2 separate regions of the Muntiacus reevesi genome follow, and region 2 is linked to region 1. Evidence: chromatin contacts called from public Hi-C data. All regions are on one chromosome and are shown on one strand. The core of a region is the stretch at or near the end of the contact, and the rest is flanking DNA. Distances in the headings are between cores, read along the strand shown.

Region 1 (6,729 bases), core at 2,358-4,857:
TAATAAGTCACTGGAGCAGGAAAGTAAGTAAAGTTCACCCTGACTGCTGTCTGCAAATGGACTATAGGAGAGCAAGGTCAGGGGCAAGGAGACCAGTTAGGAAGCCACTACCCAGGAAGAACTGGAGTGGTGGCAATAAAAACAAACACGGACTTCACTGGTGGCCCAGTGAATGACAGTCCGCCTGCCAACACGGAGGACACGTGTTAGACTTCTGGTCCGGGAGGATTCCACATGCCACGGAGCAGCTGGGTCTGAGCTACAACTACTGAGCCCGAACTCTGGAGTCTGTGTGCGGCAACTACTGAAGCCCATGTACCTAGAGCCCATGCTCCACAAGAGAAGCCACCGTAATAAGAAGGCTGAGCACCACAACAAAGACAAGCCCCCGCTCACCGCAACTAGAGCAAAGCCCAAACAAAGCAATGAAGATCCAGTGCAGCCAAAAATAAATTAATAAAATTAAATAGAGTTGGCTTCATTTTTTAAAAATAAATAAAAATAAAATAAATATATCTTGGGAAAAAAAAATATATATATATCTTGGAGGCTAAATCAACAGGGTTTGCTGAGGGACTGATTGTTCTGGGTGGTGGAGGAGCAGTAAGGCAAAGTGATGAATTAAGGATGACCACAATTCAATTAAAAAAATAAATTTTTAAAAAATTTAAGAAAAACAGGATGACCACCAGGGTGGTCCAGTGATTAAGAATCCGCCTTCCAATTCAGGAGATGCAGGTTTGATCCCTGGTCAGGGAACAAAGATTCCACATGTTTCAGGGCAACTAAATCAGCATGCCACAACTAGAGAGCTGCAACTAGAGAAGCCTTTGAGCCACAATGACGACTCAGGGCAGCCAAAATTTAAGAAAGAAAAGAAAGAATGACCACCAGATTTTTCACTTAAGTAGACGGAAGAGGAGACAGACAAGTGCTCTTATGAAATCCAGACTGCTGGAGAAGGAATAGATTGAAGAATGAAAATCAAGAGCTCCACTTTGAACATGTCAAATTTAATATAGACAAATGGAGTGTAGATATATAGGCAGGTAGAAGAAATTGAAGGTCAGGGCTGGAGATAAAAATCTGAAGAGTCCACAGCACAGTGGTAGTATTTAAACCACCAGACAGGATGAGATCACCCAGAGAGAATACAGGTGGAAAAAAAGAGAGAGATGGACTTGGATGCCCTGAGGCATTAGGATATTCAGAATTCAGTAAGAGAAGAAAAAGTCAACAGAAGAGATAAAGAGAAAGAAAACCATAAAAGTGTAGTACCCTGAAGATTTCTTTATATAATGATTCTCTAACGAACCACAACCCTCCCAACTCCTGGCCACAGAGACTCTCAAATTCTATAAACAAAACAACTGAGGCCCAAGAAAACAGGTGGCATCCCAAAGTCCCAGCTATTTGGGACCCAGAACCAGTCTTCCCTGGTGGCTCAGTTGTAAAGAATCTGCCTACCAATGTCTGCTAATGCAAGAGACGTCGGTTCAATCCCTGGGTTGGGAAGATACCCTGGAGAAAGAAATGACAACCTACTCTAGTATTTTTACCCAGAAAATCCCAGGGACAGAGGAGCCTGGCGGGCTACAGTCCAAGGGGTCATAAAGAGTCAACTTAGCAACTAAACAATAATCAGCCCTAAGAACCAAGATGTGACTTTCGACCCAGCCTTTTCTCAGTGACTAGTAGTGCTTTTACTGTTCGGTTCACCAGTGAAACAGGGAAGGTCTTAATTTAGGAAGAACAACAATTAGACTACAAGGAAGTACATAATTTAGATTACAAGGTTAATTTTAATTTTTTTCTATATATTATGTTTACAGTCACAAAGCAAGTTGGATCAAAAACCTTTCTGGATGAGTCTCTAAGAAAAGTAGGAAATACAGACAAGAAGTGCAAAATGGAAATAAAACCCAAATCAATTTTCTCCACCTCTAAAAAACTCTGTGAAGGCAGAAGACCCTCAATAGGATGGGAATCAGAGATTGTACAACAAAGTTTTCGGTTTCAGCCTTTTTGCTTTGGTGAATACAATTTCAGTTCTAAAGTTTAAGATTTTAACTTTGTTCCACACTTGCCTTCTGAAACTAAGTTAAGATCTTTATCCTGACCACCCTCTCCTATTCTACATTATCATGACTTAAGCAGTTCTGCTTTTACCATAAAAATCTTAACAGTGTAACCTAAAAATCCCCAAATGATTAATGAACTGCTGAGAATTCTGACTCGTTGGCAATGATTTTATTAGGACTCATATTTTCAAACATCCATTCAGTGCTCCAAAATAAGTACTCATCTAATTTAATTATGATGACTTCACCAGACAGTAACACTGCCCACAATGATGTTTACAAAACCACTTGTCACTCCCTTCGTGTATGTAGCAATGCAGAAAAAGGAGTCTGTTTCCATATTCTTCTGTTTATACTCTGTAACAAGTGACAGTTTAAGTGGCACTTAAGATTTTAAACAGCAAAGCACTTCAAGTTTAATGTGTCCCACCATCTTGCATCCGAAGAGAATAGTAAATTCGCTCAATTTTATTTCAGCAGCAATTCCCATTCAGTACCTGAGACAGGTATTCCAAGAAAGCCTTCGCAAAAAAAAAAAGAGACTCCACGATCTTGGCTACTATTAAGATAACAGGCTCCAATATTAAGCAACTTCAGTGGAGGTTACTGCAGCATCAAAACACTTCGAAAATAGGCGTGCACCCCAAAAGTACACCAGCAACCAGGTATCAGGAACAGTTAACAAGGTAAGATGCTTCAGCAGAGTTACTCCTGATAGCCACCCACTGATCCAGCACTTGCTGTTCGGTCACGCACATCATCCTGTGCTTGCTTCACAACAACCCAGGTGAAGTACGTGTAATTATTCCCACCAACAAATCCGGATACTCAGACCCAAGGCCCCAGGACTGGTCACCAGCGGCTCTGGGATCTGAAAACACGACCCTATCCCAACAGTCCATGATCCCCGCCCCTAAAATACACTGCGCAAAAAGGTATCTGAGAGTCGGCAGCTCGCGGGTGTCCGCAGAGACGCAGCGGGAGAGGACGCCGCCTCTCCGCAGACGCCCCTCAGCAAAGCGACTCAAATCGCCGGCAGCCTGGGGCGCCCGGCCCCGTCCCTGCCGCCCGGAGGCCGGGGAGCGCCGCTCACCTTGGAAAGCCCGGGAGGCCGCAGGCGAGCCAGGCGCCCCCACGGGCCGGCGGGCGGGTGTCCTCGGCGCCAGCAGGAAGCGTGGCGCGGGCATCCCATTCGCCGGCGCCGCAGGCTGTGGCGGGCAAGAGCGCGCCCGCCGCCCGCGCGGGAGTACCTCAGAGGCCCGCCGCGACCGCGCCGCGCCTCAGCCGTGCCGCATCCGGGTCCCGCGCCGCTGCACTCACCTGCTCAGCGCTCCGCCGCCGCCGCCGCCCGCTCTCAGCTCCCGGTGCGCGGTCAGCAGACCAGGCCGCCGCAACATTCCAGCTGCGGCGCCCCCATCCCAGTCTCTCTCAATCGCCGACCGCCTGACCGCTCGGCGCTACACCAGCCCGCCGCCCACTGCCATGGCAAGCTCCGCCGCCGCCGTACCGACCGACGGAGCACGCGCGCGCCGCCGCTGTGCCCGCGCGCGCGCGCGCTCGCCTCCCCGCCCCACCTCCCAGCTGCCCTCGCCCCGCCCCGCGCGCCGCTCCGGCCAATCCCCGATCTGCGGTCCGGGCCCTGCCGCGCCGGTCCCAGCTGGGAGGGGAGTTAGGCGGAACCCGCGCCTCTTTCTCCACCGCTGCCCGCCCTGCGGCGGTGGTGCTGTGTGGCAGTTCTTCTGTTTGCAGCTCTGGGAGGATTCGGGATCGGGAATTCCCAGCAAGCTACTTTCTGGAGAGACCCACACCTCCCTCGACCCTCGCAGCCGCCTCCGAGAGATTCCTCTGTTCCTACGTTTACTTGCCGGCTTTCTCTTCTCAATCGCTGTCCCCAGTTCTGCGACTTTGAACCGATTACTAGGTTCCTGGGTACGCACTTTGCTTTTCCTTCTCCGGCTCTGTCACTCCTGTTCTACGGGTGGGGCTGTTAGGTCGGCCTCCCAGGCGCTGACCCTTCAATCCCTGAATTGGCCATCAAAGCCAAAAAGTTCAGCCTTTCAAGCCCAAGATTCTTTTTCTGTGTGCTTATTTTTTGCGATAACAACCAGCGTTTATCTGCAGAGCCTTACAGTTTACCCAGCTCTGTTCGCATACCTTATCTCCTGTTATCTTTTGACCTCAACTGGGAAATTTCATGGTTCTCTTTCTTAGTGGCTCAGTTGAATTTCTTTTAATGAAAACCAAAATTTTAGCTTACAGTTAAGGCACTCTGTTGTAAAGTTGTGTAATAGCTCAGGTAAACAGTACAGTAGTTTGGGATGAAATCTCAAGTAAACGTAATATAAAGCAAAGGTGACATACAAGCCAGTGATAAAAGAATAGTTTATTTGATCAGTGATCCTGATTTAATTTCTTCATAAGTAGTCAAATCTAGAGCCTTGCCATATTCAAAAATTAGGTTCCAGAAGAGATAGACATAAAAATATACAGAACAAACAAAAGAAATTTTTTAAAGAATAGTAATATAACTATAGTGAGGGGAAACGTTAAGACGGGAAACCCAGACTTATTTCCGCCCCTCCAAAAAAAATACATAAATACTTTGCAAGTTTTGCATGACATCACACTAAGACAAGTTTTTTATAAAAGAAATAAATAGATGGAGTAGAACTGCACTAAACATGGCAAACACACTATATCTCTAACATAGGTGAGTCACTCTAAGTGGATAGGCTAACCCATTCCTGTGTTCTTGGGCTTATCTTGTGGCTCAACTGGTAAGGAATCCAACTGCAATGCTGGAGACCTGTTCGATCCCTTGTTTGGGAGGATCACTGGAGAAGGGAAAGGCTGAGTGACTTTGAATAAAAGAAAATTTGGCTTTTTAAAAGTCCACTTGAAGTGAAGTGAAGTGAAAGTTTCTCAGTGGTGTCTGACTCTTTGCAACCCCATGGACTATACAGCCCATGAAATTCTCTAGGCCAGAATACTGGACTGGGTAGCCTTTCTTGTCTGCAGGGGATCTTCCCAACCCAGGGATCAAACCAGGGTCTCCTGCATCTCAGGCAGATTCTTTACCAACTGAGCTATCAGGGAAGTCTTTTTATAATACAGGCAACAAGTATAAACAGGCAAGTAATGGATGAGAAGATCCAAATGATTCATTAAAAAGATGCTTATTGAAAAAAAAAAAATGCTTATTTCACTAGTATTCGTGGTAAAGCAAATTAAAACAGTAATCCATTTTTCACTCATTAGATTGGCCAACATTAACAAGACCAATCAATAATACTTGGAGAAACAAGCTCTGATGGGAGTGTAAATTGCCACAAACTTTCTAAGTGTAATCTATTGAAATTTAAATACATAATACTTATTCAAGGACCAAGAAATACATTAGCTCCACCCTATTGAAAAATTAAGGAAAATACTAGTTGCAAGGATGGATCCAAGGATGCTGTGGCAGGTTGAATGTTGACCCTCCAAAAAATGTGTCCACAGGAACCTGGAAACATAGCCTTTCTGGAGAAAGGATCTTTGCAGATGTAATTAAGGAGTGAAGGATCTTGAAATGAGATCATCCAAATTTGGAGTGGGTCCTAAATTCAATGACAGTCATCCTTTCAAGAGAAAGATTTGAGATAGAGACCCAGAGTTAAAGGGGATGTAAAGAATGAGGTAGAATTGGAGTAATGCACATAAAAGCTAAAGAATGCCAAGGATTGCAGGCATCTTCCAGAAGCTAGGAGAAGACCACAGAACAGATCCTCAGAGCTAACACCTTGATTTCAGACTTTGGAACTCCAAAAACTGGAGAGAATAAATCTCTGTTGTTTTAAGCCACCCAGTTTGTGGTAATTGTTAAAGTTGCCAAAGGAAATTAATACAGATGCTTATTGTGTTACTTGAAGTGCAAAAGAAACACAAACTAAGAACAATGTGATTGTCCACAGGTAGTGGAATACACGAACCAATTGTACTGTCTCCCTTCTATGCAATATTATCAGCATTGAAAATAAGTTACACCTATCTATATTGACCCAGAGGGATGCCCATGATATATTGCTAAAGTGGAAAATGCAAACTGAAGAGTGATAAAGAATGCTATGGTCCTATTAGTATATTGCTGACCATTTATAGATATATTCATGTGGCCATCGTAAAAGGGGTGGAAAACTTCAGACTAAGCTGATCACATTGGATAGTTCAGAGGACTGAAGAAGAAGGGTTAGGTGGGAGGGAGTTATCTTTTCTTTTAAAGGTATTTGATATCTTACTGTTAAAACCATTGTATGTTTTATCTTATTCCTTTAATAAGTAGAGCTTTAAAGGAAAAAAGCAACTTGTGTCTAGTTTTTAAGCCATGATTAAAGTTGTGAACCTAAAGAAAAAGTTCTCTCCAGTTTTTAGAAGATTCAAATGTTCTACATGACCCCCACTTCCCCACTACTGAGTATTGAGTTATATGTTCAGTTTATGATCTTTTGGTGTTTTGGGAAGTGTTTCACCCGTATTTTCCTTTTTCTTGCTTATGAGTATTTCCTTACTTCTGAGTATTTCTTAGGCTCACAAAAAATTCATTTTTCTCTTTAAAATTTGAGTGCTTTTCATTTTATAATACAACGGAACTTTATACATTTTATAATGT
Region 2 (6,188 bases), core at 842-3,341, 230 kb before region 1:
AGAGATCCAAATCTTAAAATGCTCGTCTCCTAGTAAGAAAGGTCTTGTGTTATTCCCAGAGCAGTCATCTATGGTACTGGTGGTAACCACTAAACAGAAGCTGGAATCACAGAATTAACTGCTAACGGACGTTGATGGTCACCACCAAGTGCCTTCACTGGTGTCTTCCTTCCACTTACCTTTCCTCTTCCAGCTGTGCTAAAACATTTAGCTGGGTGTCCAACTCTATCACTGTCTAGCATCAATTCTGATTGTGGTTTCAAAGGCAGAATAATTCTTATTGTTAGAAGTACTCTCAGATAAAAACCACTGAATATGAAAAGCAAAGGCAGGGAGAACAACTATCACAATTTCACCTGTGACCAAGCCCTCCTTTTCAGGGGCCCATGCTGTGAAATTAATGTGCCAATGGTTTGCAGCAGTCTTCTCCCCACTACAAACTGTAACAAGACACAGGTCTGGAACTTTACGTCAGAAGAAGAGACCCAATGCTTCCCCAAAGCCAAAGCTTGCTTTAATCAGTGTCATATCACACCTAAAGTAAGACTGTAGAAATAGCAGTTGCAGGGAAGGAGTTCATTTATACATGGCACAAAAAGATACATGCAGAGAAGCAAAACAAAATTCTATCTCCTTGCACTGTCCATGTCTACCAAAAATCCTTTGGTAGCTTGCCCTTTATAAGTCTGAAGCCCCTATAACATGCACCATACATTAAAATGTATTTATTTTTCACTACTTTTGGGCAGGAAAGTGGAAATAATGCATAGGCGGTAGCTGTTCTTTCTCAAGTCAAGTCACATCAAAATCTGTAATTAGCTTTCTCAAAAGTACATATTTCACTTTACTGCAATAAATGGAACATGAAATGCTTTCAAAGTCTCTATTTAACGTTCCTAAGAAGAACTGAATTTACCGCAAATAAGTAATCTAAATTAGGGCTGGATCTCCTCTAGACCAAATCATTCTGCCCCAGGAGAGGTTACATAAACGGTCAGAACACACCTCTAAGCAAAAGCTGTGGCATTCGCTTGTCAGCCACCTCCTCCCCAAGGTGGGGTGGGCAAGGCTCAAGTCTATTTGGCAATAGCAAAAGTAAAAAACAAAACAAAAACCTCATACAGAGGATTGAAACCAACATAGATAATGCGTGCACAGTGTTTAACCTTATGGTTAGAAAATAAAGTGGTACAAAAAACACTTCTGTTTGGCCTGTGTGTTACAAGTCTCTCAGACTTGCAATTATTTCCAACTCATTGATCAGAATAAAAATCAAATTAGACTCTGTATAAAGAGCCCCGCACTCTGAAATGGGCCTAATAAAACGGAGAAAGAGATAATCATTTATCTACACCTTCACGTATCCCCCACCTTCTATTCCTAGTCTTCACTAGCCAAGCCACCTCCTCAGACACCTTGACACTGAAAAGTGGAGCGGGTCGGTTCTGGTGAACTGTTGGGGATGGAGTAAAAAGTGAAAATGAAGTCGCTCAGTCGTGTCCGACTCTTTGCGATCCGGTGGACCACCACCAGGCTACTTCGTCCATAAGAGTCTCCAGGCAAGAATAATGGAGTGGGTTGCCATTTCCTTCTCCAGGGGGGATGGAGTAACTACCTAGTTATCCAGAATCCAGGGCGCGCCGAAAATCACTCCAAGCTTCACACTCATTGCCTCATTTAATCTTCTCAATCACCATGTAAGGCAAAAACTATCAGCTGTGTTCCACAAATAAAGAAACAGAGGCGCTGAGTTGTTACAAAAGGGGAGTCAACGACCACAAAGGGCGGGAAGCCAGACTCGAACCAGGTTTATCAGGTTACCCGCCTCCCCTCGGCCTTTATACTGGCATTTTAATTGGCGCGAACCAGTCCCGAGGCGGCTCGTCTGACCGCTCTCAGGGCGCAGTTGAGGTCAGTTCCCGGGGTTCCTCAGGTAGGGGTTCCTCAGGCGGGGGCTCCGACCGACGCCTCGGTAAACCTAGAACGCCGCTCACCTTCCTCAGCCGCCGCCTACCTCCCGCAGCGCGCTCAACCCGGCCGGCTCAGCTGCCTCCGGCCCCGCCTCTGCGACCGTTACCCTACCGTGGAAGGTCGACCAATCGAGCAGGAGCTCATCGAGGAATCTGCCTCTGCCCGGGCTGGAACACCGCAGCGATTTTCTCTGACCGCCCGGAGAGGCTGGTTCTGCCTCGCGCCTTCTGGTTGGCTCCGCGACTGGGGGCGGGGCTCGCCCTCGGCGTAGACTCCAGTGTGCTGGGCTGGGGAAGGGCTCTGCGCCTGCGCACTTCCATCTCTCTCACTCGCTAGATTCCGGCTGAGCGCTGCAGTGCCTGGCACTTGGAGGGCGCAAATAAGTGTGTTCATGACATTTTATCCTCCCGTGAAGCATTTTCCAAGTCTCGACGAAGTGTCAGGCCAGACATCGAGCTCCAGAAATGCAAAAGTGGCTGACTGGAGATGTTCAAAGTGTAGTTAGGGGGATAGGTATGCACCCTACAATTAACGGTGCAGTATGGTGGGCTTGATTAGAGAAAGGTGTGCAGGGCACAGAGCGGAACGAAAGGGAGGGTTGCCTGGGTCGCTGAACTCTTCCTCCTCCTTGAGTGAGTCTCAACCCTGGCTGCCCACTAGAATCACCTGGGGAAATTTGAAACGGATGCTCAGACCCCTGGCCAAGTATATCAGAATCAGACCCATGGGCCAATAGTTTGCTAAAGCTCCCCCGGGTGATTCCAGTGTGCAGCCAAGCCAAGGTAGGGAACTATCGCTACAAACCTGCTGCTGCTGTTGCTGCTAAGTCGCTTCTGTCGTGTCCGACTCTGTGCGACCCCATAGAGGGCAGCCCACCAGGCTCCCCCGTCCCTGGGATTCTCCAGGCAGAAAACTGGAGGGTTGCCATTTCCTTCTCCATTGCATGAAAGTGCAAAGTGAAACTGAACTCGCTCAGTCGTGTCCGACTCTCAGCGACCCCATGGAGTGCAGCCTACCAGGCTCCTCTGTCCATGGGATTTTCCAGTACTGGAGTGGGGTGCTATTGCCTTCGCACTACAAACCTAGAGAGATGCATAAGAAGAATGGCGAGTTCCCCAACAAAACAGATAAGAAAGACATTGAAACCACGAAATGTATTCAAGGGCAGAGGAGGGTGGGGTGGGAGGGGGTGGTCTAAGGTTGTTGATGTCTTAGTGCAGAAGGAAGTCAGCCAGAGGAAAAGTGACAGACAAGAAGCGATTTATTGCAAGGAAGATGGGCAAGGGAGTATTGCTCAGAGAGCTTAACAGGGTTACAGTTTTATAATCAAAGGAAAAGTGGGGAGGGAGAGAATGACACCTTTTTCCTCATTCTTGAGTAGACATCAGGCTTCCGTCATCAGTTCCTCCTCCACATCAGGCTGGGAGTTATTTTGTCCCTACATGGTCTAACTGGTACTGTCCTGGCTCAATGGAAATGAGGGAAAAAAAGCAGTAATATATTCTAAAATATGGTGAATCATCTCAGCTTTCAGTATAATGCCATCTTTCACTTATACTTTTGTTTTTAGTGTGTGCAGAGGCGTAATCATAGTAGTAATACTAGTAATGTCCTAGTAATCATTAATTTACTGACCTCACTGGGCAGGATGCATATCTCATGCCACCATCGTTTTATTTTTTGGAACATGTCTCATGCTTCTGTTACCTGGCTTTGTTGCTAAGCAAATCTGCTTTCTTGAGTGGGCATTGACTCACAAGAGTCTCCCATACTTTTCCTTTACCTTCAATCCCCTAGTGGGATTAACTATTTAATCACATACTTTGGCCCTTTACTCTGTTCCTATGGGTATTTACAGAAAACTTCACGTGCAAATTAAACTAATAACTCCAACAAAACATGTTATTATAATGCCTAGTTCACAAGTGCTCAGTAAACCTTACTTTTTTTTCTGTAATGAAATCTGGGCTCCTTTGGTACAGCTCATATCTGCTCTCCCTAAAAATCTAGCTTCCAAAGCATTGGCCAATATAATAGGCTTCCTGAGGAAGCTGAGGGGTGTGTTGTGTCATTGGAGACTCAGAGGAAGAAGGCCTAAGCAGATGCACTAAGGAGCTGGGACTTTGTCCTGGAGGTGACGGGGAATCATAGATGAGTTTTCAAAAGAAGTATAAAGTGGAAAGGCTTTTGCTTGGGAATTTTCAAGCCTAACTTTCTTGCATCCTGATATAGAGGTAAAAACTAAAATGGAAAAAAAAATTCACTCCACAGGGTACAAATACTCCTTTTTTTCCATGAAAGGAAATTACATAAATCCTCTAATGATCACTTTAATAAATTCAGAATCTACAAATAGGGCCCCTGTCTACCTTTTTCAAAAACTCATGGCAGGTTAAGCAACCCAGAAATTCCCAAGGTAAAAACTCAGTTGCCATACACCTGAAGGGGAGGTCTGGCAGCCATTGTCATTGCACCTTGTAGCCACATGATGGCACTGTTGACAACCTGTACCTTCCAATTGCTCAAAGGATTGCAGGTCTGTAGCATAACAGGTCCCACAATAGCCAACAGGGATCTCCCATGGAGGGCAAAAGTCACGGTGTCTCTCTCACAAGGAGGTCTCAGAGTCACAGCTTTTAGGGTTCAACTTTCAGGCCCATACTCAGCCTTCTTCCAGGCAGCTGGAGCCACTGTGAGTTTGATCTCTGTATCTGTCTGCCCATGGAAACATGTCCTCACCTCAACACTGCCCCCTGCCCATTCCATACTCAGCTACTTACACTAGCAATGGTTGACAAATTTTCATCTTCAACACTTGGAACACAAAGAATCTCACTTCTTGACTTTTCCAGGGTAATCTGGGGACTTACCCACTTTTCTGAGTGTCGCTGCTTAATATAGGTAGGAAGCCAAATATTATTGGTCAATTAGGATTATTTGAGTTATAAATAGAACACTGAATGAAACTGTCTTCTTAAGCAATAAGAAAATTGTTATCTCATACAACTGTCATCCAGAGGCAACACAGACTTTGGACTAGGTTGACTCAGTGGTTCAACAAGCTATCAAGGGCAAGTTATTGGAAAGTAAAGGCTATCAAGTTTATCAAATTATCAAGGAAGAGTTTTCCCTCTGTTCTGCTGCAAACATAGTAAGTTTCAAATTAAAATGAAAGTGCTGGTCCAGATGTCTACCAGGAGCAATCAGGACCACATGCTTCCTTTTCCATCTGAAATCTTTACTTCTGATTTTTTTGAGCCAGTTAGGTCACTTAGGCACATACTCTGCCTCCAATCAGTAACTGCCTGGCAGACTTACAGATGATTTAAGCCCGAGTTCCGGAAGGGAGAGGAGTTAGCATAATTGGAATTAGCAGTGGGATGGGTGCTCCTTGAGTCACATGGGTTGTAAGGCGGAAGCATGGCTACGTGGGTAAAACTGGAGTCTTATAAGGATCGAGAGGAAAATGGACACTAGATGGAGGATCACCAGTATCCTTCACAATTTTCAAAGCACAAAAAGACTGATTATTTTCTAATTACTAACAATAACAACCCCTCTCTATTTGCTCCTGGATTTTGTATGTAGCAAGTAGAGGGAAGGAAGCTCTATAACATGTGCTCCAAAGGAATTCCTTCTTATGAGCCCGAAGGCCTTTCTAGCTCTTCTGTTTGCCAGCAAAGGAGAGGACTCTACACACAAGTTCAGTCTTTAGCTCGGTGTCCTGCTGCGCTGGTCTCAAGAGTCTTCCATGGGCCTCATCTACCCACGAGGATTCAAATAGCTCAAACAGTCATTTAACATTTGTTCATTTACAGAAACTTATTATGCAACTGTTATGTATTGCAGATTCAACTTGATACTGTTATGTATATGGTGGTGAGTAAACCAGATGAAGTTCCTACCCACGTGGAGCTTACAGTATAGTTGAGGAGAGAAATATGGAACAAATACAAATAAGCATGCTATTATAATACCTGCTATGCAGGAAAAGATGAGGGTTATGTGCAGGAGACCTCTCTGAAGAAGTGACATTTAAGCTGAGATCCAAAGCCTGTCTTCATTTCACCGGACTGCTTTCCTCTGTGCTTGGACTTCCCAGTAGAATTTACAGCCTATATTAGCAATTAGATCTATTTTCTAAACTACTAAACTGACTCTCAAATTCTCTCCTGGGTATAGAACTATCAGGTGGCTCCCCACAAGGAGGATACCAA

Evidence for each region. A called contact is a pair of places that touch in the nucleus more often than the background predicts.
Region 2: a contact with region 1 is called in a Hi-C map of muscle, with 7 times the contacts expected there. The contact joins the promoter of CEP70 here to the promoter of PIK3CB in region 1. A contact is called at or near these places in 2 of 3 Hi-C or Micro-C datasets (blood and muscle).

What each region holds. Positions count from the first base shown.
Region 1 is chr8:10,464,364-10,471,092 of mMunRee1.1, reverse strand. PIK3CB (phosphatidylinositol-4,5-bisphosphate 3-kinase catalytic subunit beta) reads right to left here and starts at 3,607. Exons shown (of 24, transcript XM_065942782.1): 1 at 3,402-3,607.
Region 2 is chr8:10,695,631-10,701,818 of mMunRee1.1, reverse strand. It overlaps CEP70 (centrosomal protein 70), which reads right to left and starts at 2,091. Exons shown (of 17, transcript XM_065942892.1): 1 at 1,995-2,091.